Regions from separate parts of the Mus musculus genome. Here regions 1, 2, 3, 5, 6 and 7 are each linked to region 4. A link is a contact called in public Hi-C, HiCAR-type, HiChIP or PLAC-seq and promoter capture Hi-C data. All regions are on one chromosome and are shown on one strand. Each heading gives the region's core, a stretch centred on a gene start, on an enhancer-like site or on the middle of the called end of the contact. The rest is flanking DNA. Distances are from core to core; before and after follow the strand shown.

Region 1 (3,990 bases), core at 25-2,524, 2.8 Mb before region 4:
TGATCTTGGAAGCAAGGAACATTGAAATGAATAGTTGGGAGATAGAAACCCTCTAGTTCTCTGAAGATCTAGAGGGCAGCCAGGAAGAACTAGCCAGCTTTAGGAAATACCATGAGAATGAGACGAATTTTCAAGCTAAGTTGGGGGTATAACAATGTTATAACAATGAAGCCTAGTCTAGCTCATCCAAATTCAAGAATAAATGTATTTCACAGGTTAATTGTGTACGTGCCTAAGTGGGTGGAATTTAAAAACATCTTTTCTATAGTTGGCATACTAGTTTCACTTATAGAAATTGTTTTCACTCCATTCCACATCTCAATTAGACTCCACTCACAAAGGAAAAACATTGGTGCTATCTTCCTCGGAATTCTTGACTAATTTTCAGGTGTGCCCAATCATTTAGAGACATTTTTTAATTTAAATTAAAACTTAAAAGATTTAGATAGATCCTCACCTGTCCTAGGCTGGCCCAAAACAACGTATCTGAGGGTATTGAATACCCTTAGCTTGCAGGTGTATATAGTGCTGAGTATCACCCAGAGCTTCTGGGGCACCAGCAAGCATTTTACATCCTTGATTATCTACATCCCTTTTCCTCTTTTCCCCTAGATGGCGTCTCAGCATGAAGCAAGGACTGGCCTGAAACTCCTCATGTTCTTGACTCTGCCGCCGAAGTACAGTACGAAACGCGAACGCAAAGTTGCAATGATAACAGCAACATTTAAATATTATTTAATTGCATTTCTGCGGCATACCCATTTGGAACGTAAGTGTTAGCTAGATGTACATTTATATGCTCATGTTTTTAGGTAAACAAGTAGCCGGCTCTGACATAAAAAGATTGCTACTCTAAGTTAAGTCTACACTTAACTCGTTAGGCTTAATACCGACAGGAACTTTACTAAGAGCACTTACATCTTAAGGCCAAAATTACTTTCATTTATTTCTCCTTTCAGCCCTAGGGAAAAAGCAGTCATATACTGCCATGCTTTCTTCAACGCCAGTGTGCTATTTCTGAAGGCCTACACCGTGGATTAACAAGATCCCTAAATGGACCCAAAAGAAAACCGCACTAGACCAGAAACCCAGTGTGTGGACGCTCTGGAGGAGAATTGGCAGGAAACCTCGGGGAGAGCCTCTCGCCACCGGGAGCCTCCGCCCGTGTTTCCTTAGCTCCCGCCTCAACAAGCCCATTGGCGGTCGGGCGGTTGCTAGCTTCCTCCGCAACTAGGGCGGGCCGGAACTTTTGTCTGCCGGAACCGGTGTACGCCGCTCAGTGTTGTCGACCGGCGTCAAGGCGACGAGGGTGCTGTTCTCTTCCTCCGGCTGCGGTGGCTGTGGAGTTCAGCCCAGCCAGTCTGGTAGGAGCACAGTCGTCCGGACTGTGTCTATGGTCGCTCCGCGGGCCGCTTTGCTGGCTGGTGCATTTGTATCAGGGCAAGCAGTATTATTCCATGGCAGGGAACTTCTGGCAGAGCTCCCACTAGTAAGTGAGCTTCCATTTTCTCGCCTGGGGCCGGGGCTGGGGCACAGGAGGGCTGGGCCTGCCCATCCCTCGGGGTTTCCATCCTGGCCGCTGCGGGTGAGCCCTCCCTGGGAAGCCGGGGGTCCGAAACGTGATGCTGTCGTTTGCGAGCCTCCCCTCTTCTCACAGAGAGATTTCGGGAGCAGAGGGGAGGTGAGCTCGAAGGATGGGTAAGAGGTAAGGGGTTTGATCTCCGGGAAGGGAGTCGGAGGCGGTTTCATTTCAAATTTGGGGTTTGATTGGTGGGATGATGTGGGCACCGGCAAGGGAAAGAGTGACCCATTGTAGCTCTGTGAGGTTCCCTGCTTTGGATGGACATGGTTGGCTATTGCTAGCTAGCTTGTTTGTTTGTTTGTTTTTTCATAGCAGTGATATTATAATCTCTTGTCATTCGCCTTACTGTAGATTTAATATTTACTCAGAGGAGAGGAGTGAGTCGTGCTTGTTTCTACCTGCTGCTTCCTGGCCCAGCCTTATGCCTAGATTGACACCACTACCCCCATCCCCGAAGCAGTGTTTCTCACGTTGAGGGATGGCTGCCCTAAAACTCACAGGCTGGCATCGAACTTAATGAAATCTGCCTGCCTCTGCTTCTGCTTCTAAGTGTTGGAATTAAAGGCATGAGCCACCAATTGCAGGCTCCTAAATTGACTTTAATGCTTCTAGAATTTGCGAGCACAGGGGCTCTCAAAATATATCCATTTTCATTCATTAGCCAGTGTCTTATATTTTGCCTTAAAGTCGTGTATTTCCCAGATTTTGTCCTCTTCCTTTAACCACTTAAATCACTAAATTTTAATGTCTTTCAGTGACCATGGAAGGGCTAAAGTAATCTTAAAGATATTTGTCTCTAAATACATTTGGTTAAACATGCAGGAAGTTGTATGCTTGGGCTAAGCGTTGAGCAGGCTTTCCACTAAATACATAAAAAATGAACAGGACTAGATAGAGACATTTAGTTTAATTAAATTTTAGTGGGAAGAGAATAACAAAATTTTAATTCTGTGAATTGGTTTGCTTGTTTCCCTCTTTGCCTGAGAATAAAGAAGAAGAAGGGGGAAAAAAAAAGAAAGAAAGAAAACTGAATTTGGAAACCTGTTTCTGAAAGCAGGTCCTCCCTTGCTACCAAGTGTTTCTGGGAAGATGAAAGGCCAATGAAGCATCACTGGGGGACATTATTTTACATTGTTCTCACTCACTGAGATGTTTCCATTAAAAAAATGAAATACAAAAGGGGATGACCCAAAAAGGTGGGATAAAGCTTGGGCCTGTACTTAATCCTGGTGCTCAGATAATGCCTTGATTGCCTGTCTCAGTGACATAATACTAAGACAGGCAGTAGTAAGTCTTTGGATATAGCAAGAGTCTATCTTCCAGGATGGTTCTTAGTCTAGAGGGTCTGAAAACCTGTGTGCTGGTGTTTGGTACACATGACACTATGAAGGAAATTGAGAAAGAGGTAGAGAAGCTTTGAAACCATCAAGAGATTCTTTACCCTCAAGTTTTCCTGTTTTTTGTTTTTTTCTTCAAACGATCTTGCTGAGGCTGCCAGTGGGCTGCTGAAAAACTAGAGAACTCTGATGAATAACTTACCTGAGAGTTTGAAATGGCGTCTACAGCATCCTTGTTAATCGACCAGACAGTACGGGAGTCACACTGATTGACACAGATTTATATCCAGCAAAGCACTCACAAATATATTCCACTCACAAATAGCACTCACAAAAACCAAAGAGATTTTATTGGTCCAACAAGACTGAGAAACTTGGGGGTGATGGTGAAAACACTGATTGAAAAGGGGATTAAATTAGAAAAATATAAAATTTGCTCCAGGTCTGAATGTATTTGAAACAGGTGAGCATGTATTGAAGAACTCAAGTATTTCATTGTTGAACATAATTTACTAAGGATTTTAGAGACCTATTCTGAAGAGTTAATGCTGAAGTTTCAGAGGTAAACTGGTGCTCTACCTCAGCTGCATTCCCAGCCAGACACTGTCTTTTATCAATGTTTTAAGTACATACCTCCAAATAAATAAATAAATAAATAAATAAATAAATAAATAAATAAATGGAGGAAGAAGAAGCTGGGTGAAGCACTGCATGCCTTTAATCACAGAACTTGGTGGTGATGGGGAGGGGCCGATCTCTGTGAGCTTGAGGCTGGTCTGATCCATGGAAGGAGTTCCAGGATAGCCAGAGCTAACCAGAACCAAACAGACAAATAAAGACAGAGAGAGGTGTGCCTCGTAGAAGATGGTAAGCTTATTGAATCTTAATGTTTTAAATGCTTTGGCTTGTTGGCTTTTTTCCTATAAATTTATTTATTCACTTTACATCCCAATATCAACCCTCTCTCCTCCCAGTACCTCAAGCAGCTCCTCCCCTTCCCATCCCTGCTGTTGCCTTTCTATGCCATGTTTTAAATCTTTACCTTCTCTAGTTTGCAGTGGATTTTGGATA
Region 2 (3,769 bases), core at 101-2,600, 2.4 Mb before region 4:
GGGAAAACAAACAAAGAAAGAGAAGAATAGGAAAGAACTAGAAGATAGAAACACTTTTTGGTGGCCCAATGGCAGGGTCATCTGGGGTTTGATTGTGAGACTTTCCAATCAGGAAATGATTCTAATATAGTAGAATTTCCATTCACATCCCTGATCTAGTTTGCCTACTCTTAGTTATATGGAAAGAGTTTTATTAAGGGGAAAAGATGGATCAATGTGTAAAGTCACAGAACTCATTCTGGTAGGTTTTTTTTTTTTTTACTTTTATATATGAGGGCTATATTTTAATGATTTCCTTATCTATTTCTGTATGCACATGGGCAAGTTGCTTGTGTACTTATGCTTCATGCTCATGCAGTGCCTTTGAAGGTCAGAAGGAGTCACTGGATCCTCTGGAACTAGTTCCAGATGGCTTTGAGCCACTGTGTGGGTACAGGTCCTTTGCAAGAACAGCTAGTGCTCTTAACCACTGAGCCTTCACCCTAGTCTCATATATTCTTATATATAGAAAGTAGGTGTTAACTATAATTTAAAACAGTGAGATAACTTAAAATATTATCAAATATTATCACTTATTCCAATGTTAAAACCTGTAAACATGTAAGCGTCAAGCATGTTGTGTAGCATTACCATTTTAAATATTCATTTATTTCTCTGTATATATACTTGCTCTGTCTGTCTCTGTCTCTCTGTCACTGTCTCTGTCTCTCTCTGTGCGTGTGTGTGTGTGTGTGTGTGTGCGTGTGTGTGTGTGTGTGTGTGCGTGTGTGTGTGTGTGATGGGACCCCACTTGTCATGGTGCATATGGAGGACAGAGGACAGTCTCAGCTATCATTGCTTTCCATCTTGTTTGCAATTGAGTCCTCCTTATTGGATGCTGGGAAATACTGGCTAGCTAGCTCCAGGCATCTTTCGATTCTTTACCTCCTATCTCGGGAGGAGTACTGAGATTACATATTGTCACATCTGGCTTTTATATGGGTTCCAGGGAGAAGAACAAATGCAGGTTGTCAAGCTTTCTTAGCAAGCACTTTTACCTGCCGAGTCAGTTTTAAAATTCTAAACAAAATATCAGTAACTAGGAAACAAAAGAGTCCTCCATCCATCCTTGTAAGAGCTTAATAATGATGTTAATGTATTAATATGGAAACAATGAATATGGGGAATTGACAGCTTTGTTTTCCTGCTGACTTTTGTTCTGGAACAGGATTCTGTGTTTGCTTGTGTTTTCATTGATCTCAGTGAGCATGGATAGAGTTATATTTATTGGCAAGTCTTCTGCATCCTATAGTGCTATGCACACTCCAGTGAAGTCTGCTTGGCAGGCCGAGGGGCCTGGAAGCACTCACGGGGCAGGGAGTTTCAAGGAAATTCAACTTCCTGGAACCAGGCATTCTCATAACCAGTATATTCATACCCTATCCCTGCGTTAGTCTGGTGTATGGATCCACGTGCTCTCTTTTAGTATTATTATTATAAGTGCCTTTAAAGATTGAATTCTGACATAGGTAAGCCTCCACCAGTGTTCCAATGTCCTAGAAAATGCTTGAAGCTGACAAGCTTGGAATTCAGTAGGAATTCAGTAAGAAGGTTATCTATTCAGTAACATTCAAATTTACTTCTAGTAGAGCCTGTGAAACTAATTAGGCATTACAAAGAACAGAGCAGGAATAGCTTGGGGCTGGTCTGTAGAGTGTTTACTTGGGACAATAGCCAGTCTTACCCAGACAAGTGAATTCACAATGGCCTAGCAAATAGGTGGGTTTACCATGAAAGAGTTAGGGAATCCCCCTGAGACAGGTTTCTTCACTAGGCCCAAAGAAACAGCATAACCAGGCATTTACTAAGAACCCCTGGTGGCGGGCTTAACAATAGACTAGCATTACACCTGGCTCCCTTCTTAGTGGCAGCAGCCTGGTCCCCACCTTCTTTTGATGTATACATTCCTTTTGTATTGTGTCACTGTAACTCGGTGGATGTATCTCACCTGGTTTCTTGTTGCTCTCCTGTATAAAAAGTATGATGCTCAACTTGAAAAATTACATTCAGATTCTACACAATCTCTCGTGTGATTCTGTCTGTCATTCATTCGCCCACTCCTAGTCCACCTGCAACCAGAGACCCGTTCTACACAGACAGGGACCAAAAAGGGTCTGCAGCACGATAGAAAGACATAAATGGAAAAAAAATTCCAGAAAAGATTTCCAAAAACTTCCCCAAAAGGAGAAAATTCCTTGTCCTGGAGATTTAGGAAAGATGATTTGCTACATGTCTGCCCAACATGGAAGCATCCAGGCCAGGCATCTGCAGATAGCCAAGTGTCAAAACGAATGAGGCACAATGGTAATCCTCATGAACTCTTTCTTCCTCATATTGCTCTGGTCATGGTGTTTCAGAACAACACTCATATATGCATATAAGGTCAAGTATTAAGAATGCAATTAAGCTGGGCATGGTGGCGCATGCCTTTAATCCCAGCACTTGGGAGGCAGAGGCAGGTGGAGTTCTGAGTTGGAGGTCAGCCTGGTCTACAAAGTGAGTTCCAGGACAGCCAGGGCTACACAGAGAAATTCTGTCTTGAAAAAACAAAAACAAAAACAAACAAACAAACAAAAAACCCAAACAAACCAAAAAACAACAACAAAAAAATGCAATTAGAAATTATGCTGATTTAGGGTTGTGCCAGTTGTAGAGTTCCATTTGTGACTGGTAGTTGGCTAGGCTTATTATAATACCCATGAATTCCCTCCTATTTAACAGACCTTACGTCTAATTAGCTGTTGTTTGGCCCCATGATATAAGTACCCCTGCTGTACCCCTACTGTCTTTTAGCTATGATATTTATGTTCAAGCCATTTTATTTTTATTATATTAATAAAATACCTTCTACAAAACTGGTTTCCAGTGATGTCATCTATACCTGTTTTTTTGTGGTCATCATTCCTTCATTTCTGTTTTGTTTTTGAGACAGGGTTTCTCTGTATAGCCCTGGCTATCCTGGAACTCACTCTGTAGACCAGGCTGGCTGGCCTGGAACTCAGAAATTTGCCTGCCTCTGCCTTCGAAGTGCTGGGACTAAAGGCATGTGCCACTATCACCTGTCCATTCCTTCTTTTCTTTGTACAACAAATACCATACAACAGTCACTGTTCCAGGCACCAGCAACATGATATCCAATGAATAAGTTTCTCGGTTTTTGCTCATGAAAGATGAGAGAAAGAGATAGATAGAAGGGGGGGGGGGAAGAATAAATAAATAGACAAGTAAGTTGAAGAAAATAAACAGGGGTGTCACAGTGAGTTGTCCAAGGAGATGATTCTTTAAAGAGAGTTTTCTGGGAAGAACACTATAAGATCCTGACTTTAGTACTAGAGACTGAGAAAAGGATAGAGTTAAGCTGCTCCTGGACAGGAAAAGCAACCACATGTGTTATAGAAACAGGAAAATACTCAGAGATATGAACTATTTAACTCATTGAAGGGTTTGGAAAGGGGCCAAGGAATTAAGTGATTGATAGGTATGGTACGCCCTGGGGCAGGCTCAGATCCTGTAAAGCTCCGTGGACAGTAACAATTCTTGGTCAGAACACACTGGTACAATGACATTAATTGTTTAGAGTGAGCATCATTTGATTGGCCAAGGCCTTATGCTAGCTATTTTTATTCTCATTTTGATCATGGGTCACAGCAAGGACAAGTGTACTGTAAACGCATATGTCTCATAACTTCTCAAAGAGTTGCTTTAGGTGAACTGCCAAGAGCTGAGAAAC
Region 3 (4,023 bases), core at 1,460-3,959, 2.6 Mb before region 4:
TTCTTGCAGAGAACCTAAGTTTCCCCACACCTACACTAGGTGGCTCACAACTTCCTGTGGCTCCAGCCCCCAGGGTAAGACACCCCTCTCTAGCCTAGCCTCTGTGGGTGCTTACTTACCTACACATGGTACACACACACACACACACACACACACACACACACACACGAACATGAATTAGAAGTGCTGTAGAACAATCTGCAAGTCAAATATTTTTACTTAAATAATAATCTTAGTATCCAGTAATACCATTGCATTTAAATAATATTGTCCTGTAACTCTTCCACGTTTGCTCCGTGCATGCCTGCACATATATAGTAAGTATGAAAAAAGCTGAAGGAATCCACGTTCTCTAGTGTAGGAGTCATTGTGATTTTGTGAATATGGGTGGACTCCACCCTATTTGGAGAATTACAAGATTGCTTTAAGGCCCCAAAATATCAATATTGTGCAGTTCCAGTAATGTATGTGTTTTCTGCCTTTGTAAACTGTCTTGTCGATTTTGTACTGCACAATAGGTAAATGCCCAAATATAGTCCATTTTAAAGAAATATGAAGAATAATGGCAGAAGAGCTTTACAACTTTTAAAAAACTTGTAATGTGTATGTATTTTATGTGTATTGGTGTTTTGCCTTCATTTGTCTCCACTCTGAGTTCCTGAGTTCCAGTTGTGAGTCACCATATGGGTGCTGGGAATTCAACCTGGTCCTGTGGATGCTGGGAATTCAACTTTGTGAATGAGCAGCCAGGGCTTTCAGCCACTAAACCATCACCAAGGGGCTCTGGGATTTATTTCTTTAATGGGGTGTGTGTGATTTTTCTAGACCCTGGGCTTTAAAACTTTTTAGTTGGAAATTTTTAGGAGTTGCATAAGGCTAAAAATTCCTATAGTAAGTTAAAAAAATTAACATTGAAGTTTCTAAACTGAACTAGTGATAGTGAGTGTATATCTGTGTTAGGGTGCCCACAAGGACCTGAAGAGGGTGTTAGGTGCCCTAGATAGGGAGTTACATATGGTTGTGAGTCACAGTGTGAAAACTGAAACTTGGGTCCTCACTGAGCCATTTCTCCAACTCCCCTGTAAGTTCAGTTTTAAATAGAATGTGGCAATATAGAATTTCTCAGAGTGGATACCGTGTGATAGACTTTTTGAGTAAGTCCAAGAACTCATTCAGCTGGATGGATGTAGTAGATTGTTCAAAGGGATAAAGCTTGTGTAGACATAAAGTGACTTACCCTTCATTTTTTATTAAAGAACTAGAACACATTGCAAATGTTAAATGGGTGTTGAGTTTTCTAAAATATGTATGAGCTAGTTTACAGCTTGTTCATAAGTAAGACTGGAGTTACTCTGGAACTTTCCTACAGTAATGGCTACATACTGCATTACAGTCACCACAATTTTATTTCTGACACAGCTCAACTGAACTTACAGAAAAGCGTTTTGTTGCTGCGTGGGGGGATTTAGAGGGTTCTTTGCTTCCTACCAGTATTTAAGCATATCACTTCCTGCCTTTGCTGAAGCGAGACTGGGATGGCTATGGAGCTGTGTGGTGTACACTTAATGTTAAGTACAGTCCATGCACAGAAGTCCTTAAGAGTGTTAACCATGATTTTCCGTGGGTCTGTCAATCCAGCAAAAACATGACACTTCAACTTGTGTATAAAACTTTCCACCTTCATTTGGAGAAATGGCCATATACCTCCAAACACAGGGACCTCTGACAGTGATAGAGCAGCTGGTTTTCATACAGCTTATGAGGTTAGTATTTTAGCTCAGAGGATGAGAGCTTAGTAAGTTTCCCCGATTTAAAGGACAGCACTGCCTGCTGAAATGTAGAATGACGCCCTAAATTTTAGGAGTTTACCCTTCTTTTTATGAGGGCATTATTTTTTATTTTGTTGTTTGTTTTTTAACCGTTCCTGGTTTGCTTTTAGTTGCTGGGATAAAACACTGACTAAAAGCAACTCTAGGAAGGGTTTCTTTCTCTTTGGCTTAGAGATCCTAATCAATCATTGAGGGAAGTCTGGGCGAGATCCATAAATGCAAGCTTCAGATACAACCCAGTTCCACTTTCCAAAGGGCTGAACATCAATCAAGAAAACGCCGCCCCACAAACACGCAGTTCAGTCTAATGAAGGCAATTCAGGAGAGGGTCCCTGTTTCCTGGTGAATCAAATTAATGTCAAGTTGACAAAAAAAAAAAAAAAAAAAAAAACTAGTATGAACTTCATATTAGATTCATACTAGAATCTTTCATACTGCTCCGTTTCTACTTCCAATAAACGTCTAAACTGAGTGTAAGGAGTTTTCTGCTACATACGGTGTATCCTGAACAGAATAAAGGGTCAGTTTCAAAGAATGTACTTTAGATGTGGACTTCTGTTCTCTGTGATTACTTGAGCGCATTGAAAGAGAATGGGTTTCTCGGAAAAAGCATTTCCGTACTTGATTTTAAGCATTAGAGTCGGTTTTCCAAGACTGAGGAGATAGCTCGTAAATACGAAAACAGCACGGCGTGACTCGTAGGACGAGAAGGTAGGTAGGTCTTCGTGGCCTTTTATTAGGAACATCTCTTTATTTCATTGCAGACATAATTTGATAGAGGAGCTCGAGTTAACGGTGACCACAAATTCACATTAACTAATGCAAATGCAAAAGCCGGCATCCGCGAGTGTAGGAGGCGGAACCCTTCCGCTGGGGATTTGTTGTGAGGAGGGACCGGAAAAGGAGTAGGATTCTAGTCGCGATGTGGAGAGGTGGAAGGCTGGGCTCTCGTGGGGTTCGTCTCCTGGAAACGCTAGGGTTTGGGTGCCCCAGCGCGGTCGCCCAGCCTCCTCGCCTAACTTCACGGTCGGGTGAGTGTCGCCGGCGCGGAGGTTCTTCCGCACGCCTCGGGTGCCGGGGCGGCTCTGCGCAAGCGCGGCAGAGAGCGGTGGGCTGTCCGGCTCCGTGGGGTCTGGTTAAAAGCAGCGCCGCGCTGCCCCGTCCTCATCCCTGGTGACCTCCGGGACCTGGTGTTGCTCTCTCCAGCGGCTACAACCCTCCAGGTCTGAGAAGCCAGGGGAAAAAGGCTGAGGACTAAGGATCTGGGCCTCGGAGAGCGTGTCTCTTGTGCCGCCGCCGCCGGGTAGCCCACGACCTTTGCCCTATTTTATTTGCGTTCTATGAGCTTGTGGCCCGGGAGCCGCCATTCAACTTGCTGGATCCTGGAGGTGGTTCTTGCTTTCCAAACCAAACCAAGAAAGACACACGGGGAACGTCCTAGCGCTGCCTCACTACTTTATTGCTCACCATCTTACCGTCCCCGCCAAAGAATTTAAGGCATTTATGCTCTTGTTTGGCAAATAAAGTAAAGAGCTAACTGCATTTGGTGCTATAGATTTTTAAACGCAAGTAGTACGCAGATAATTAGGTTCAACCTTTACAAGAAAATGACCAGGCCGGGCGTGGTGGCACACGCCTTTAATCCCAGCACTCAGGAGGCAGAGGCAGGCGGATTTCTGAGTTCGAGGCCAGCCTGGTCTACAGAGTGAGTTCCAAGACAGCCAGGGCTACACAGAGAAACCTTGTCTCGAAAAACAAAAACAAAAACAAAAAAAAAAACAAAAAAAAAAAAGAAAAAAAAAGAAAAGAAAATGACCACTATATGGTAGAGATTGGTATGGTTGGGAATTTTAATATGACAGTAACAGCAATAATACCTATTTAAATACTACTGAAAAAAATAATTATAATTTTTAAGAGAGCAAGATATAAATAAATATTAATGAACTTGGAGATCTAGATGGAATTACGATTCCAACTTTAATTTTCTGGAGAGATGATTTTATACTCTTCTATTGTCTTTTATAAGATTTTATTGTCTTTATATACATTTATACTCTTTTATTGTTTAAACTTTGTCTTCCAGAACAATCCGAGTCATTGTTCCAGAGATCCAGAACATCTCTGGTCCATTTTTTAGAAACCTTTTAATGTGTGTCTCATACATCAGAAGACCCACCTGCCTCGGCCTCCC
Region 4 (4,246 bases), core at 822-3,321:
TTTGCATCATTGAATTCTTCCCCTTCTAATGAAAGCAGCTCCTAATTTCACTGTAGTTACACAATATACTTCGTATGTTTTCAACCTTTTTTTAGCTTTTGTGAATGAAATGCAGAGACTTATACACACTATACAAATGTTCTACCACTATACTTCACTGGTAGCCTTCAATCCTTTTTAAATAGATAAAATTTGTTTCATGATTCTGAATATAATCTGGTTTCATGTTCCATGTTTTCTTTTTAATTGTATAATTTTACTGTTAGCGTAGTCATATGCATCAATTAGATTCAACTGGGAGCTAGTACTATCCAAATCTTTTATAGCCGTATTAATTTTCTATTGTCAATTATTATCAATTGCAGAGACATTTCAATTTTCTAATTAAGATTGTTAGGTGGATGTGGTGATGAATGCTTGTAGTCTAAGCTACTTGAGAGGTTAAGACAAGAAGACTAGGAAATTGGGGGCAGCTGGACAAAATACCAGCATTTCATCTTTACAAAACAATATTATTTGAATATTTCTGTTGTAACAGTATTATGTTATATTAATAAATATATAATAGCTATTTCTATCTATGGAAGCTTATACTTAAGTTCTTAACATTTCTATATCTTGTCAAAATTAAGATAAAAATAATTACAATTTTGTCTGATTCAAAGAAGAGTCTCTAACTTCTCTTTAGTTCTTTTCATTTCTAACCTGGACTACATACACTTGATAGGCTACACCCTTGCTTTGCGCTTTGGTTTGTTTTGGCCGACAGGAGTGAAACATGGGATGTGGTTTACTCCTTTCAGTGTTTCCCCCACTTGTCTGTGGTGGGACAGTTGTGTTTGTCTGTGAAGGCAACCACTGTTGTGTGACGATAAGTTAGGTGACTGCATCCTACAGGCACAGGTCTCACTCCTCTCTAGTAATCCGTGTTGATCCTTACTTTTCTGCTCAAGAATGATAATTGTCTCTATTAGCTGTGGGTGCCTAGTCATCCCATTTTGGGATCCAGTAACCATGGACACACCTTTGTAAGTGACCATTTCATTAAGTATCACCTTAATTGGCCTCTGTCATTTCTTTAGTTCTTCCCACTCCATGATTCACATAAGTTGAGCTCACATAATCAACATCAGGTATTTAAACAAACACAACAGACAAGAGTGTACTGGAATGTTGATGGGAGGAAGAAAAATGGCCGTATGGTATGTTGTCCTAATTGCAGTGCCAACACTAGGTATTCTCATATTCAGAAAACATACTCTTGACATCACTGTGGAAGAGACCTTCATGATACAATACTCATCACCAGCTATCATCAGCAGTCAACAAAAAAAAGCATCAGGTCTCAGAGTACCTCAACTGGGCTGCACAAATACATGTACTATAGTAGCCCTACACTGCAGTGGGAATTTTTTTTTTCTTCCGCTTCATCCCACATGTCATTTGAAAATACGTTGATTTTAACATCTAAGAGTTAGGGTAGGTTCCCTATGAAGTGGATGCCCGCAAGTAAAGCAATATATTTAAATGCAGCAGGCATTTGAATCCCCATGCCCCCCACCCCCATCTCAAGACAGTAATATTCGAGTCAACTTTAAAGAACACTTTAATAAGGAAAATGGATCGGAAAATATTTTTACAAAATTGTAACTCTTGTCCAGAGTTACAATGTATTGCAAAGGGAGCAAAAGTTGTTATGTCTGAGGAAAAAAAGCCATCTAACTTAGTCAATGTGTCCCTTGTGTTCTGGGTCACTGCTGCAGAGCAGAAGGCATCCAACACAGGAAAGCCGGGGTGGGCCCCAGGGCAGGAAGAGGGTGGCCGGGCTGCGGGAGGCCGAGGCAGGCGCGGGGCTCTCCAGAGCCCGGCCTGAAGCTGATCCCCGCCGTTCGCAGACCCTACTTCCAGGCTTCAGCGGAGAGCTGGCCACCTCGCAAACTCTCAACGGTACGGAGAACCGTGAAGAGCGAATCCCTGGACTTGTCCGGGCCGACGGGCTCTCGCGAGATCTCGGTCCGCGCCAGTGAGGACTCGCGAGAGGGCGGCGCCGGAGGCGGGGCACGCCGTGGCGGGAATTTCGCCTGCTTCCGGTTTCCTCTGCCCGGCGCTGCGTTCCGCGTTCTAGGTTTGCGGGGGCCTGCGGTTTTCCCGCGCGCTCGCCCGCCCCGAACGCCGCGCTGGGACTGAGGGAGACGGAGGGAGGCGGCGGGGCTGCGTGCTCCATCCGGGCCGTGCGGGGAAACCAGCCTGAGGAGGTGCGCGAGGGCCTCAAAACCCACGGCAGCCCGGAGGGAGCGAGGGCGGCGTTGGAAGGCTTGGCGGCTCCGGCGCCTGCGGGACGCCCGGAGGATTCTGGACCTGTTGCCTTCAGCTTCTCTGCTTTCACGTTGGTTTCCCCGGGTGCTGAGGGCACATTTTGGATCTCCGAGGTAGCTCCTTACCGTACTTTCAGCCTCTTGCAGCTTGTCTTCGGAGCCCGAACGTAACTGCCCGGAACCGCGGTGGCATTGCAGAGCAGGATGTAAATAATGGATGGCTGTTCAGCAGCGTCGACCTTCTTGACTGACAGCTTAGAGCTGGAGCTGGGGACAGAGTGGTGCAAACCCCCCTGCTTTTCTTGCGCTTTTGACAACAGAGAAGGAAAATTCTCTGGAGAGTCCTACCTTGCCAGTGGCGCCCTTAAGCGGTAGGTTAAAAAACAAACAAACAACAAAAAACCGAATTGAAGGTCCCCACCCCCAGCAATGTTGATTATCACCAATGTCTAACGTAGGTGCTCAGCAAGCCTCGTTTTACATACGCTTAGTATATAGAAGAACTTTCTGGATAATTGATAATCTCTTAGGAGTGGGTAGCTGGATATTTAATTTACTTAGACTGGTTTCAGAGCAGCCTAGTCTCTTGGAACTTGTATTTCCTTTTAAGGGGTAATAGTTATCTATAAGTTTTCAGTAGTTTATAAGTAGAACCTGATAGTTTTTGTTGCACGGGTTCTTTCCATCCAAAGCATCGGCATACAGAATTCATAGACACATTAGTCGAATGAATATTACAATAAAATTGCTGTTCTTGAATTATTTAGGTAATGCCCTTTGAGGAAACTTCATTAAAGAAAACCATTTTTTGTTGATTGTATGATTATACCTTGTTAATAATTTGTTAATAACCTTAAACCACATTAGGTATCTATATGATGTCATTCTTCCTAATTCGGAATATTTGGTGTTCTGAAAACCCATTTTCTTGTTCAAAGATAAATTACTGTGACCTCAGACCACTTTGTATATTGCTTGGACTCCATTTAGATTTTCCTTTTGGACACAACATAAGGTGTCAAGTAACCCCTCCCCCCCCCCCCCAACACACACACACATACACATATACATATGTGTTTGTGCGCGTCATCATGGCATGTATAGTCTGGATTCAAATGATTTAAGTCATTGTTTTCATTACAGGTTAATTTTAAATCTTGATCCATTACCAACTAATTTTGAAGAGGATACAGTAGAACTATTTGGCTTCCAATGGGTTACAGAAACAGCGCTAGTCTATTCCTGTAGAGAGCTCTTTCATTTATTCAGGTATGTATGTGTCTATTTTTAACTCTAATGCTGTCTAGTTTTATATTGCTGCTTTTCCACTACTGATTACAAAAGCAGGGAAATTGCTCTTTTTTATTGCTTTGCTGGTGGTCTTACCAGGAAACACTCAAGCAGTTATGACTGATAAATAATGGTTTTAAGGAGTTGTTTATATTGTGTATATTGATAAGCGAAATCCTTATCAATATATATGTGTGTGATTTAATCTCTAGATTAAATTAGTCTCTGATTAAATTAATCACATGTGATTCTAGAGATCTAATCTAGGTTATTGTATATGTTAGGCAAGCATCATACTACTGAGCACTGAATACCTGCACTGTGTATAATGTACATATTCTCTATATAACATATTGTATATGCATTGTTTTTGTTTCTAAGACAGGGCCTCAACTCTAGCCAATGTGTAGCCTAGGTCAATGACCTAAAACTTACACAGCAATCCTTTCTTAGTCTGTGATGCTGGGATTACAAGCATGAACCATCATAGATAAAGATTTGAACTACGTGCCATGAACCCTCATAAAGAGATGTCGGTGTATCTTTGATGTAGTAGATGCTGTCAATTTTTTTTCTTTGTAGGTCAACACAATCATGCATGAATGTTTTGAGTATCTGTATGTATTGTATACTACATGCAT
Region 5 (4,254 bases), core at 1,478-3,977, 2.7 Mb before region 4:
CCTCAGCTCTGACTTTTTGCTCAGCTTTGCTTCATTCTGACTTTGGCAATATGTTCTAACTTTCTGACTCCTCCTCGTTCTCTGGCTCTTTCTGTCTTCACCCATGTCTAGTTTGTTCTCTCTCTGAAACCTGTCTCAGTGAAACTCTCTCAGTAAAACATAAAAATGCCTCCTTCCCTTTTCTCTATCTTCACGGGTCTCTCTTAAGTAGCCTCTCTTTTTCTCTCTATTTCCATAAGAGTTGGGCATATTCTATTCTGTAGAATCTTTCTCTGAGTCAGCTCTTTGTTTGCCTCTTTTCTAGCCATCACTTTCAAACATGGGTGCTTCCGTCTACAAACCAATTTTACTAAGGGGATGTCTGTATTCTACTCAGAGGGATTAAAGATGTGTGCTAAGGGCTGAGCCACACCACATCTGAAAACAGTTTTTAAAAAGATTTGAATATAGTTTTTCAAGGGCATAGGGTAAAAAGATGTGAATTGTGTATCTTAAACACAAGTTTTATAGTATTTGAAACAAAGGATTTATATTTGCTATTTCTTATAGTATGATAATTATAGTCTTGAGTTCCTGCTTCTTTGACTTCCCAATATGACGGACTTGCTTCCTCAGAGATTGCTTGTTGCTGTGGCATTTTACCGCAGTAATAGAAATGAAATGAGAATAACATTTTATTTGTCTTTTTTTTTTGTTTGATACTTAACATGATCTCTAGTTCCATTCATTTTTCTGCAAACCTCCAAGTTTGAATGGGGGTTTCAGTCTCTAAAGATTTTGATCAGTCTAAGGGCATATCTGTTAGATATCATGGTAGCCACAGGACTCAATTCTAAGACAAACTTAAATATTGAGGGATTAATTGATGAATTCTTGAATTTCTTTTTATTAAGAGAATCTAAATTTTAATTTTAAAATTCTGCCCTTTTTCCTTTAACTGTAAGTTGAGTCTTTTGTTTTCTATTTTTAAAAATTAAAAAAAAATTTCTTTTCTTCTGTTATTTTTTCCATGAGTTTTAATATATACTTTTTAAAAAGACCTATTTCTGACACAATTTAGGCTGGGCAATGGTGGTGCATGCCTTTAATCCCTGCACTTAGGAGGCAGAGGCAGGTGGATTTCTGCGTTTGAGGCCAGCCTGGTCTACAGAGTGAGTTCCAAGACAGCCAGGGCTATACAGAGAAACCCACAGTCATCTATAAGAAGGAACACAGGGGCCCCAGTGGAGAAGCTAGAGAAAGCACCAAAGGAGCTGAAGGGGTCTGCAACCCTATAGGTGGAACAACAATATCAACTAAACAGTACCCCCAGAGCTCATGTCTCTAGCTGCATATGTAGCAGAAGATGACCTAGTCGGCCATCACTGGGAATAGAGGCCCCTTGGTATTGCAAACTTTATATGCCCCAGTACAATGGTATGCCAGGGCCAAGAAGTGGGAGTGGGTGGGTAGAGGAGCAGGGCGGGGTGGGGGGTATAGGGAACTTTCCGGATAGCATTTGAAATTTGAAATATATATAAAGAAAAGATCTAATAAAAAAAAAAAGAAAGAAAAACCAGAAAAAAACAAAAAACAAAAACCTGACACAATTTAGGATGCAAATTTTTGCATCTTTTACATAGTCTATTTCAAATTCAATACTAACATATGAAACTTGATATTTATACAGACAAATTTGAAATTTGTATATAGACTTTGGAATTATATCATAACCCAAACTGTTCTTACAGATGCAGCATTTCTTTTTTTCCCTGGAAGAAAATGACCTTCTAAAAGACAATTATGTACCCCATACCTAGTATCTTGACCAGCATGCTTGTATTCCACTGCATTTGTCTAATGAATGGTTCCTATAAACAACATAAAGGAAGAGTTCTCTCCTTTGCCAAGTTTCCCCATGGAAATGAATTAGATTTTTAAGTTAAAAAAAAAAAAAAAAGTGGAAACAACAAACCACAACAACAAACCCAGTCAGCTTTTGGTTCTTAACTGAACTCTTTTAAACTCCAACCCCAGCACACGATCCATTAGGTCACAACTTGTCCCTTGTGAAAGACTGTGGCTCATCAACTAGTGCTTGCAAGAAATTATTTTTTGTTTTTTAAATTTTTTTATTTTTTGTAACAGGAAGAGGGTATCGGATCCCATTACAGATGGTTCTGAGACACCATGTGGTTGCTGGGAATTGAACTGAGGATCTCAGGATGAGTAGTCAGTGTTCTTAACCACTGAGTCATCTCTCCAGCCCCACAACAAAATTTCAAACCAACTGTTTTTACTCAAAAGCAAGGTGTACATTGTTGTAACAGATGATCGGATTGAGCAGAATTACAGGTGTGATGTACAATCTAGTTCAGAAGTGAGAACCACGTGAAATAAAACGTTAAAATCATATAGAGTGAATCTCAGATGCGACTTTAGGTTCCGAGTTGGGTGATGGAACAAGGGAAGCTGTCTTAAAAGGCACCCAGCAAGTGGGACGCAGCTCACTAAAGCCAGCGCCTGCATCCAGGCCCCGTGGCTGGCACTGTAATCAGTTGGCTGCAGGGCGCCATCCCCTCATCCCATCTACACTCCTCCACCATGCTCCAACCTCCAAGCCGCCAAAGGAAAACCCAGATCTGGGTCTGGACTCAAAGTCCCGCCTTCGGCCCACCCAGAACACCAGACCCCGCCCTCGCCCCCGCCCAGGACGCCAAGCCCCGCCTTCTCCGGGTTCCCCTCTGCACAGGCGCAGAAGCTCCTGCGTGTGGAAGCTGCGGCCCGGCGGGCGGGGTGAGTTGGGGCCCAGGCTTTGGGGTCACTGTAACCACTGTGTCTTCGCTTGGGCGACGAGACCTTCCTGTACGTCAACCAGCCTAGAAAGAGAGGTTTCCTAGCCTACCCTCGCGTCCAGATTCACAAAGGCACCAGGCGGCCTCCCGGGCCGAGTGCTGGCGGCAGGGGGGAAGAGCCGGGGTCGGGGAGGGAGCCAGGCCGAGTCTCGTCTTTTTGGTGACCCGGGCATGCAGCGTCCGCTTGTCCCCTCGGGGTCTCCCCTCGCAGCACATCCCGCTCTGCTAACTTGGGGTGCATTCATGGCCTGACGAAGAGCCTAGACACAGCTTTTTGGCGACGCCAAATATTAGGTTAGGGGTCGATCCTATACCTGAGCCCACGTCCGGCTCCCGGACTTCTGCAAGTCACTTTACCTCTATCCAGTTCCAAGTGTAAATTAAGGATGATGATAGTGACGTATCTCAAAGTGCTTGTAAGAGGTTCATAGAATTGAGTGTTTTGAGCCCGGGTATCTAAAAGGAAGATGTTTGCATTTCCTCTTCTCACGCTGGAGAATAGCAGCCCAAAACTTAAAAAAAAATCAAAACAAAAACCAATTTGACAAGGGAAGCTTGTAGCCAGTTGAAAAGTGTGATATTAATTGCGTTAGCCGTACATCCTTTGTTAGAGGTAACGCAAGTGCTAGATAATATTTAAATTAAAAGCTGAAGTTGACGTCTCAGCAGGTCGCCAAACCTGATGGTTCAATCTCCTGGACCCACGAGGTGAAAGAGAGAAGCTACTCTGACCTCACTAATGCAAATCGAAACACTAAACACGTGCACAGCCATACATATAAAATACATCAATAGATTTATGTTTTAAAAGAAAGCTGTAACGTTTGATGTTTGCAAAACCTCAAAAAAAAAAAAAAAAAAGAAAGAAAGAAAAAGCCAGAACATGTTTGTGGTGAAGTCAGGCCTGAAACTTCTGTCCTTTGATGGCTCTGCCTGCAACATTGGCCCTTGTTTGGCATCTTAAAACTTGGAGTTTGGGCATGTTCTGATGTAGTAGTAATTGTTCTATACTCAGCATTATGTTTCATGCCAAAATGACCAGTTACCATACAGTTTCTGTGCTCCAAGTCTCTAATGGGTTCCCCTGAACCCAGATTCATGTTGCTGCTTAGTCCTTGTCTTACCCACCTGAAGAGAGAGACTTTATGGAAGTTATGGGCAAAGTACCCTTTTCCAGTCTAGTCGGGTTGAGTGTTCATAGAATGTACCATGAAATATACAACCATGTGCTGAATCCTGTGAGTCAGTCCTCTTGACTCCTCAGTGCCAGGAGAGACTTGGAGGTTTCCAGACACAATTTTGATAATGGAAAGCCTTTGAAAGTCCAGTAGTTGGATTTTAATGTTGTTTGCTTGCTTGTTCTGCCTTAAGTGGCATTTGTAGGAGAAGGTTACATGGTATTGCCACATTATGGCTTGTG
Region 6 (4,129 bases), core at 616-3,115, 2.7 Mb before region 4:
CATTAAGTGTTATGACACATACATACTAAAAAGCAAAATACATTCTCACAGAACTGAAGACCTCGTGGAAATCATAAGGTAGGCGGAGAAGACAAGAATGAAGGGAAGCTGAGACGGTTGATCAATTCAGAGTTTCGTCCACTGTTGTCACATTTCCCTTCTACCCATGATCCCTTGTAATCTCTTCATTATCAAAGTGATCTCCCATGATGGGGATAAAACAGCTACCCTAAAGATAAGTCCTATGTCATTTTGAGAGCTCTGACACTATGTTAGGAATGTATTTAATATCAGGATAAAAGTGGTAGCCCTTGGGGGAGGTGGCTGGGGTAAAAGGAGCTTGAGTTCAAGGGCACCTGAGACCATGTATGGAGAAACAGGTAGGGGCTCCACAGTAGAAAACAAGAGCGTCAGACTCTCAAAGGTCTTAACCTTGTTGTAAGTGTGGCCAAGAGCAAGCCATGTAACGGGGGTTTCGGGACGCTGGCGGTGGGCAGCAGGGTATTGCTGACTCATCTTGTGAAACAGATAAGATTACAGGGTAAGGATCTTCCCAAGGGAAGTAAAACCCTTGATGTCTGGACCAGAACTTGCTCCCCGGGATAGAACTGTTACTGTCCCGTGTCTCATGTCTGAAAGGAAGGAATGAAGAGAGGAAGAAAGGAAGGAAGGAAGGAAGGAAGGAAGGAAGGAAGGAAGGAAGGAAGGAAGGAAGGAGAGAGAGAGAGAGGGAGGGAGGGAGAGAGAGAAAGAAAGAAAGAAAGAAAGAAAGAAAGAAAGAAAGAAAGAAAGAAAGAAAGAAAGAAAGAAAGAAAGAAAGAAAGAAAGAAAGGAAGGGCGGGGAGCATGACTGCTTCTAAGTATGGTGGAGGGGAAAGTTTATTATAGATATGTAGGAGGCCATAGTCGGAGGCAGACATATTTGGGAAAGTCCAGACTCTATGGGAAGTAGGTGGATGGGACACACACCTAGTACAGTGGCCAGAAGGCCAAAAGTACATAAGAGGAGTGGGTAACCAAACTGGATTATATAAGGAAGAGTCTCTAAGGGAATGGCAGCCTGGGCCCTGGGCTGGAGATTTCAGGGTAGACTGTGGAGTATGCCCGCCTTATCCTGTAACAGGTAGGGATTGAGGGCTGCTGGGAGAACTTGTAGGCCGAGTCTACTTTGATATGTTAAACAGGCACCTTGGAGACAGGTCCTGAGTTTGAAACTTAACACAGATGACTGTCAAAATAGTAGGCTCTGCAGCCGGGGCGGTGGTGGTGCATGCCTTTGATCCTAGCACTTGGGAGGCAGAGGCAGAGGCAGGTGGATTTCTGAGTTCGAGGCCAGCCTGGTCTACAGAGTGAGTTCCAGGACAGCCAGGGCTACACAGAGAAACCCTGTCTCGAAAAACTGAAGAGAAAAAAAAAAAAAAAAAAAAGTTTAACATCTGTTGGATGTTTGCTAACTTTTGTTATATTTGGTTACCAGGAATCAAACCAGGGTCTTGTATATCCTAGCAAATTTTTGCTATCACTAAACTACGTAGCTACCCCTTTTTACTTTTTGAGACAGGTTCTCATTAATTTGCCTAGGTTGCCTTTGAACTCACAATCCTTCTGCCCCAGCCTCTAGAGTAGCTGAGGTCACAGGCATGCTCCAATGAGCCTGCCTGGCCTAGTTACTCCGTTTTAAATTCTAGAATCTCTATTTGAAACTTCCTGTCTTTTGATATAGTTCCCCTTAATTAAGTCATCAACTTACTGAATGTATTTTAGTTACTTTACTTTTTTTAGTCACAGTTACTAGGGTGATTTCAGTAGGAGTGGCCTCCATAGACTTCTGTGTTTGAATGCTTGACCCATAGGGTGTGGCACTCTTAGGCGGTGTGGCCCTGTTGAGGTAGGTGTGGCCTTGTTGGAGGAAGTGTGTCATTGGGAGTATAGTGTTTGAGGTCTCAGAAGCTAATGCCCAGGCCCCATGGCCCAAAGTCTTTCCCTGCTGGGAATCAAGATGTAGAACTCTCATAGCAACATCTAGGCAGACATGGGGCCGGAGGAGCTGAGAGAGTTCCACCTCTTGTTCCCAAGGCAACTAGGAGATGATTGGCTTCCAGGCAGCTAGGACAAGAGTCTTAAAGCCCACGACCACAAAGACACACTTCCTCCAACAAGGCCACACCTACTCCAACAAAACTGCATGTCCTAATAGTGCCACTCCCTGGGCCAAGCATATTCAAACTACCATCCTGTCTGTCTTCAGATCAAGATGTAGAACTCTCTTAGCTCCTTTCCAGCAGCATGTCTGCCTGTGAGCCATGATGTTTCCTGCCATGACAATAATGAACTAAACCTCTGAACTGTAAGCCAGCCCCAGTTAAATATTTTCCTTTATAAGAATAGTTGTGGTCATGGTGTTATTTCACAGAAATAGAAAATCAAACTAGGACAACAGTTACTTTAATCCTTGTGTCTGAAAGTCCAATATATAAACCCCCTCTGGCTCTCTTCTATTTTCCTCTGAGGTAAGGCCTCATATAGCTCAAGCTGGCCTTTTATTCTCTGTGTAACGGAGGACCTTGACTCCTCCTGCCTTCACCTCCCAAATGTCAGAGTTATAAGAATATAACACCATACCAGGCTCCTTTTTTCCTGCTACTTTTCCTTTTTTTTTTTTTTTGATTTATTTATTATATGTAAGTACACTGTAGCTGTCTTCAGACACTCCAGAAAAGGGCATCAGATCTCATTACAGATGGTTGTGAGCCATCATGTGGTTGCTGGGATTCAAACTCAGGACCTTCAGAAGAGCTGTCGGCGCTCCTAACCGCTGAGCCATCTCTCTAGCCTCTTCCTGCTACTTTTCAATTATAAGATACTATTTCCTGCTGGTGGCCCACACCTTGAATCCCAGCATTTGGGAAGCAGAGGCAGGCAGTCTCTGAATTTGAAGCCAGCCTGGTGTATGTATGCGTTCCAGGCCAGCTACAGCTACACAGTAAGACAGTGTCTCCAAACAAAAACAAACCAAAAGAGATCCTGACTCCTGTTGTGCCTAGCAAGTTTTGATACAAGTCTGGACATTACATATGAAAACTTGAGATAGCCTTTGGCTCTCATTCACCTGTAGGATAACCGCAAACTGTATTCTATAGGCAATATCTGGTTTGTCACCTGCTTTTTGGCCTGGCCTTAAGAATTTTGCTGAATTTCTAAATAGTTGAAAGAACATTTGGTGACACATGAATGAATTATGATTCATACTTTAGTGTGCATATGAAACCTTATGGGAGGGTAATCATATTTACATATTCATCTATCAGAGGTTCAGGAAGACACCTGCATTTGGATCTTAGTTGACATTTAGTTCTTGAGGGGACTGGTCAATTTATGGCTTAACTGCACCATTAGTTGTAACTAAAAGCCAGGTACTAGCCAGGCTGTTAGTTGATGGGCCCAGTACTACAATTTTGGTACATCCTCTACAGTTTACTTTCTCCTTAAGTTCATAGATCTTCCAAAGCCTTGCTGCTTCAGTACTGTCTTGAAGTACGCTAACCTGTGCCTATGTGTGTGTGTATGTGTGTGTGTGTGTGTGTGTGTGTGTGTGTGTGTGTGTGTTGCAGCTTTCCTAGTATGAACAATCAAGAAATCAGACTGCTGTTGTGGAGACAGATGTTCAAATGTTTGTATTTCCACATTTTTCAATGGCTTCCACTTATTTTGCAGAAGGAAGTACCTGGAGAGCTTTGCTGGGTGGGTCCTACCTGATCTAAATAACTACACAAATGAGAGTCAAAACAAATGGTCAGAAGCAGCAGGCAGGAAAACAAGTTTACCTTGTTACTATGATGCCAGCACACCAACAAGCATATAACTTAACACTTTAAAGAAATACATGCATGCTGGAGGGAGTCAAACTTTAATATTTTATTAGTTTTGAAATTGAGGTATATTGACGTGGAAAAACACTCATTTTTATGCTTCCTTTGATGAGTTTTGACACACACACTCCTGACGTTTTCAGTCATGGCCACAGAACATCTCCAGTATCCCACACCAATTCCTGGCCTCTTCTAGGTTACTTTGCTCTCCACAGTCAAAACCCATCAGATTCTTATCCTCACATTAATTATAATTTTTA
Region 7 (4,216 bases), core at 138-2,637, 2.6 Mb before region 4:
AGGCGGATTTCTGAGTTCGAGGCCAGTCTGGTCTACAGAGTGAGTTCCAGGACAACCAGGGCTACACAGAGAAACCCTGCCTTGAAAAAACGAAAGAAAAGAAGCGGTTCTTTAAAGAGTCAGTCTTCCAGTCCCCCAACAACTGGTGCAGGGCCTGTTGCCTGCCTGTGGATCCCGCACCCCTAAATGGACCACCTCATCTTGTCTCAGTGGGAGAGGATGCCCCTAGTCCCACCTAGTGCTGCAGTGCCTTGCAGGATGTGTGTATTGTGTTAGTGTGTGGGGGATGACACCCTGTAGCTCCTTGGTATCTGGCCCAGGCTGGCCTTCTGTTGGCCTCCTCTGTCACTGCATTGGGCTGATTGCTGTCTCCTTCTCATGGAAGTTCATGTCAGACTACACATCCTGAGAGGTCTTTAACTCCCTTTGGGATGACCCTAAAATTCGTGACAACTTGGGTAGGGCCTCCTTCTCTAGCTATGGTGGTAAACAATCTTTTGTTTTATTTCTAGCATGACTGTACAACCTGTTTATTCTAAGGGGGTGAAATCCAGGAAATGGGAGCCCCTTTCATCAGCACCCCAGTCTCTACTGTATTGGGGGACAGATGTATTCTTATAGTCATACTTGAATTTTAAATTGTGACAAATCATATGTCTTCAATATTTTTATTTCCTCTAAACTGAAACTGCCCATGCTCTGGCTAGAACACATGGTCTACATTTAAGGATTTAAAGGATCTAGAACATTCCATGTTGGTAGAGAGCGTGCCTGCCATGTATAAGGCCCTAAATCCAATCTCTAATCGATCTCTTCAGGGTTACCCAGAGTGGGAAAACCATTTAATACACAGTTGCTTATTTTACAAATTTTCAGCACCCAAAGGGACCATCCTGTATCAGCGATATCCTTGGTAACGATTTCCAAGGTGGGAAGATTTCTCACCTAGAGTACTTTCTGCTGTTATTTGTCAAGGCGGACCTCAATCACTTCATCAGCACCTTGCCTGGGACCTAGGTGACTGTGCTTACCTGAGCTCTTTAAAGCAATGAGAGCAGACAGACGCTCCCGACCTTAATCTGCCCTGGCCCAAGGTTTCCGGTCTGTGGCTCAGGGCAGGTGAGTTCCCTGCGCTCCGCAAGGCGCCTGCGGGCGGGAGCGGGTGGAACCGAGGGCGGCGGCTCTGGGCTCGGCTCAGCCGCAGCCATCGCAGCCTCCCGCGCCGCCCGCCTCCCCGAGCCCGGGCGTCCAGCCCCGCAGCTGCGGCCGAGCAGAGGCAGCGCACCGCGGGGATGCGGGGCGGGGGCAGGGCGCGGGGTAGGTGACATTATCCCGCCTCTGTTGCCGGGCCCAGGGGAGCAATGACATCACGTGGCCCTTTCCACGCGCTGACACAAAGAGCGCCTGCGAGAGGCCTCGGCCAGGGAGGCCGGCGGCCGCCGCTGCCTCGCCGGGCCCGGGGGCCCAGCCATCCCAGATCTCCGCTCGCCGTCCGCGTCCTTCCGCCGTCGCCTCCGCCCGCGCCCCCTGCGCACCGCTGAACCCGCCCGCTCGCCCGGGCGCCGGCCTCTTCCCATGCGGGCGGCGCGGGCCCTGGGAGGGGCGCCCGGAGCCAGCCGCGCAGCATGCACTGGGGGGTTGGCTTTGCCTCGTCCAGGCCGTGCGTGGTGGACCTGAGCTGGAACCAGAGCATCTCCTTCTTCGGCTGGTGGGCCGGGTCCGAGGAGCCCTTCTCCTTTTATGGGGACATCATCGCTTTCCCTTTGCAGGATTACGGTGGGATCATGGCAGGGCTGGGCTCGGATCCCTGGTGGAAGAAAACCCTTTATTTGACCGGGGGAGCTTTGCTGGCCGCGGCTGCGTATCTGCTCCACGAACTCCTGGTCATTAGGTGAGCCGGAGAGAGGGCCCCCGAAGCGGGCACTGACCAGGGCAGCTAGCCCGGGTAGGGCTGGCTCAAAGGGGGTTCCGGAACCAGCCCCTAGGTCCCGCCGCCCAAAGGTCCAAGCGTCCTCTCTCATCCTCTAACCCCCTAAGGCGTTTCACGGTCACCTGGCCACTTGTAAGGAGCCATTTAGAGTTGATGGGAGGGTTAAATTGGGAAGGGAAAGAAAGCGTTTTCCTTCCATCATTTCGATGCTAAAAGCAAAGTGCTGTGAGTCACCAGTGTTATGGATATAAACAATCTGCTAAAGCCCATAGGAAGAGTCTAACTGCAATCAGTGCATTCGTAACAATAGAATAAAGCTCTGTAGAAATACTAAGGTACACTTTTATAAACGCCTAATTGGTTTATGGGTAATGATGCTGGAACATTAACTATTAACCTCATCTTTACCTAAAAGGTTAGTTCTCTCTTACTCTTCTTTATAAATGTCAACATTATTAGGAGGCTGCAGTTGCAGAAGCTTGGTGTAACCCTGTTCAGTTTTGATGCAGCCTTAACCTGCTTACCTGCTTATCTGGTGTGGAACTGTAAGCACCTTCAAGCTTAAATACAATCATTCTGCGAGCGGTAGGAGATCTGAGGGCAGCGCTAGCACATGGAGCACTTGGCATAACAGGGAGTCTCCCTGGGCTGTAAACAGTTTCATGGCTGCCTGCCGCAGAATGTGTACAGGGCTGACTTGAAAATTACAATAAATGGATGCCCCTGCTGTTGGGACTGCTAGTCCCATAGATAGATCTTTAGTGGTAGATGCCACTGGGTACTGAGACAGCCTTTGGCTAATGGGCATGTCAATTTTGGGTTAAAATTTCCATGCATTTGGGACCCCAGTCTCTGGAGATTATTGGAGGCAGAGCAATTTTCCGTAGCTCAGAATTTCTCTTCTGACCAGTATTTTCGAAGGAGCTGGGATGTGTTCCTACCATATTTTCCAGGGGTAGGGTGAAGGAGGAGCATGGTTCTAGAGGCTGTAAAGTGGCTGGTGACCTCTAATGGACTTCAGGAAGTGCAGGAGGACACCATGATCGCCCTACTGAACTCACTATTTGTTGGCTCTGAAAGGATAAGAAAGCATTTGGGTCTGAGAAAAATGTGTTGGCTTTCATATCATTTAGCCACAGTGGAAGACTGAGAAGTTGATTTTAACTTCAGTATATCTCATTGAGCACAGCGTCTTGAATTTAGTTGAGCCAAACACAAAAGTTTTAAAGTGAGATAGCATGAAGATTACGCCCCATTGGTGCCAGTCTGAGAACTCTGTTTCACGTCAGGTTTCAGTCCATATGAAGAACCCCACACCTGTGCAGCATTTTACACAGTAGCCTGTTGTTTCTCAGTTGTATTTCACTCCATAGCCTGTGAAGACTGCCCCTGTACCATTCAGCATCTCAGCCTTTCTCCAGTTTGTGGAGAGTGGAAGCTTCACATGGCTGAATCCAAAATGTGGCTTTGATGACCTTGCAGAAATAACAGGGCCTTGGGAGCTCACTTGGAATAGACCACGCCCTTGAAGCTCTGGACCCTATACACTCTTCAGCCCTCTGCCCAGGCTAGCTCCTTCTCCATTGTGGTGATCACAAGCCCCAGCTCTGAATCTTTACTTGGATCAAGGGGTTTTAAGACCTATGGTTTGTTTACTTTTGTTTCTTGACAAATGAATTGATAAACCCCTATTATAATACAAACTGAAAGAAGGCAGCTGAAATTTTGGGAAGTTAGTAGTACTCCCTGTGTGTCTGTGATTGCATGTGTCTGTAACAGCTACCACTAAGGAGTAGGAGAAGGTTAGCTTACCTTGATGAAGATTACACAGTGACAGGAGAAAGACGGAGGTTCCAGTGTGGAGCCCGGCTGCTTGGGAGAGCCTGCTTATTTTGAGGTGTTTTGTTGGGGGGAGAAAGGAAGAGAACTGAGAAAGGGGGCATTTCTTGGCAAGGGAGGCCTGTGGTCAGGATGCAACTTTCTGCCAGCTTTCAGAGAGCTATGGCGCAGACAGGAGCAGTGAAGATGGGCGTCAGAAGATGGGTACGGGTACAAGAGAGGAAAACTTTCACTTGCTGAGAAATCTAAACTTCTGTACAGTTAGGCAAAATCAAAATCACATGTGTGGGAGGGAAATATAAAGTGGCCCCGCTGTCTAAGTTCATTGTCAATGTCAACCTTCCCCTACCATGCCTGGACTTTCTGTTGCCCAGATTAGCGTTAATCTATGGCTTTGTCTCATGAGGAAATAAAGTTATAAGGTTAATTAAGTCTAACTAGTGAGTA

Evidence for each region. Hi-C and Micro-C count contacts between places; a contact is called where the count stands out from the background. HiCAR-type assays count read pairs that join an accessible place to other places. HiChIP or PLAC-seq counts read pairs in DNA pulled down with a chosen protein or histone mark. Capture Hi-C pulls out chosen DNA fragments and counts their contacts.
Region 1: a promoter capture Hi-C map of liver shows a contact between it and region 4, with 3 times the contacts expected there. The contact joins the promoter of Ccnc here to the promoter of Mms22l in region 4. A contact is called at or near these places in 4 of 39 promoter capture datasets (the 3T3-L1 cell line, embryonic stem cells, liver and 1 more), 1 of 484 Hi-C or Micro-C datasets (rod photoreceptor), 2 of 115 datasets of contacts at active chromatin or transcription factors (astrocytes and large pre-B cells) and 2 of 9 other capture datasets (adipose tissue and liver).
Region 2: an H3K27ac HiChIP or PLAC-seq map of embryonic stem cells shows a contact between it and region 4, with 7 times the contacts expected there. The contact joins the enhancer-like site here to the promoter of Mms22l in region 4. A contact is called at or near these places in 2 of 39 promoter capture datasets (hippocampal neurons and liver), 4 of 115 datasets of contacts at active chromatin or transcription factors (embryonic forebrain, embryonic limb bud, embryonic stem cells and 1 more) and 2 of 9 other capture datasets (adipose tissue and liver).
Region 3: an H3K27ac HiChIP or PLAC-seq map of embryonic stem cells shows a contact between it and region 4, with 7 times the contacts expected there. The contact joins the promoter of Coq3 here to the promoter of Mms22l in region 4. A contact is called at or near these places in 5 of 39 promoter capture datasets (cranial neural crest, hippocampal neurons, liver and 2 more), 1 of 484 Hi-C or Micro-C datasets (granulocyte-monocyte progenitors), 5 of 115 datasets of contacts at active chromatin or transcription factors (embryonic stem cells, large pre-B cells and pro-B cells) and 1 of 9 other capture datasets (adipose tissue).
Region 5: a contact with region 4 is called in a promoter capture Hi-C map of adipose tissue, with 4 times the contacts expected there. The contact joins the promoter of Usp45 here to the promoter of Mms22l in region 4. A contact is called at or near these places in 4 of 39 promoter capture datasets (hippocampal neurons, liver and pre-B cells), 1 of 115 datasets of contacts at active chromatin or transcription factors (astrocytes) and 2 of 9 other capture datasets (adipose tissue and liver).
Region 6: a Hi-C map of B cells shows a contact between it and region 4, with 6 read pairs. The contact joins the enhancer-like site here to the promoter of Mms22l in region 4. A contact is called at or near these places in 1 of 39 promoter capture datasets (pre-B cells), 1 of 484 Hi-C or Micro-C datasets (B cells) and 2 of 9 other capture datasets (adipose tissue and liver).
Region 7: a HiCAR-type map of astrocytes shows a contact between it and region 4, with 6 times the contacts expected there. The contact joins the promoter of Faxc here to the promoter of Mms22l in region 4. A contact is called at or near these places in 3 of 39 promoter capture datasets (the 3T3-L1 cell line, hippocampal neurons and liver), 3 of 115 datasets of contacts at active chromatin or transcription factors (astrocytes, embryonic hindbrain and large pre-B cells) and 1 of 9 other capture datasets (adipose tissue).

Annotation. Positions count from the first base shown.
Region 1 is chr4:21,726,427-21,730,416 of GRCm38.p6, forward strand. Ccnc (cyclin C) reads left to right here and starts at 1,275. Exons shown (of 12, transcript NM_016746.4): 1 at 1,275-1,489; 2 at 3,971-3,990. The coding sequence starts at 1,458.
Region 2 is chr4:22,143,336-22,147,104 of GRCm38.p6, forward strand. No RefSeq gene overlaps it. Among named protein-coding and RNA genes, the nearest start is that of Gm42260, 120 kb to the left of the region's middle. Within about 2 kb of position 1,351, at least 9 of the 459 cell types and tissues checked have an H3K27ac peak or open chromatin away from gene starts, as enhancers often do. A contact at or near this core is called in embryonic stem cells, where this site is marked.
Region 3 is chr4:21,876,937-21,880,959 of GRCm38.p6, forward strand. Coq3 (coenzyme Q3 methyltransferase) reads left to right here and starts at 2,710. Exons shown (of 7, transcript NM_172687.2): 1 at 2,710-2,860. The coding sequence starts at 2,752.
Region 4 is chr4:24,494,380-24,498,625 of GRCm38.p6, forward strand. Mms22l (MMS22-like, DNA repair protein) reads left to right here and starts at 2,072. Exons shown (of 24, transcript NM_199467.3): 1 at 2,072-2,686; 2 at 3,459-3,584. The coding sequence starts at 2,529.
Region 5 is chr4:21,773,543-21,777,796 of GRCm38.p6, forward strand. Usp45 (ubiquitin specific petidase 45) reads left to right here and starts at 2,728. Exons shown (of 18, transcript NM_152825.2): 1 at 2,728-2,775.
Region 6 is chr4:21,753,491-21,757,619 of GRCm38.p6, forward strand. Tstd3 (thiosulfate sulfurtransferase (rhodanese)-like domain containing 3) reads right to left here. Exons shown (of 4, transcript NM_029840.1): 4 at 3,892-4,129. It also overlaps a transcript of Ccnc not described here. Among named protein-coding and RNA genes, the nearest start is that of Tstd3, 12 kb to the right of the region's middle. Within about 2 kb of position 1,866, at least 99 of the 459 cell types and tissues checked have an H3K27ac peak or open chromatin away from gene starts, as enhancers often do. A contact at or near this core is called in B cells and pre-B cells, where this site is marked.
Region 7 is chr4:21,929,939-21,934,154 of GRCm38.p6, forward strand. Faxc (failed axon connections homolog) reads left to right here and starts at 1,388. Exons shown (of 6, transcript NM_175234.4): 1 at 1,388-1,891. The coding sequence starts at 1,626.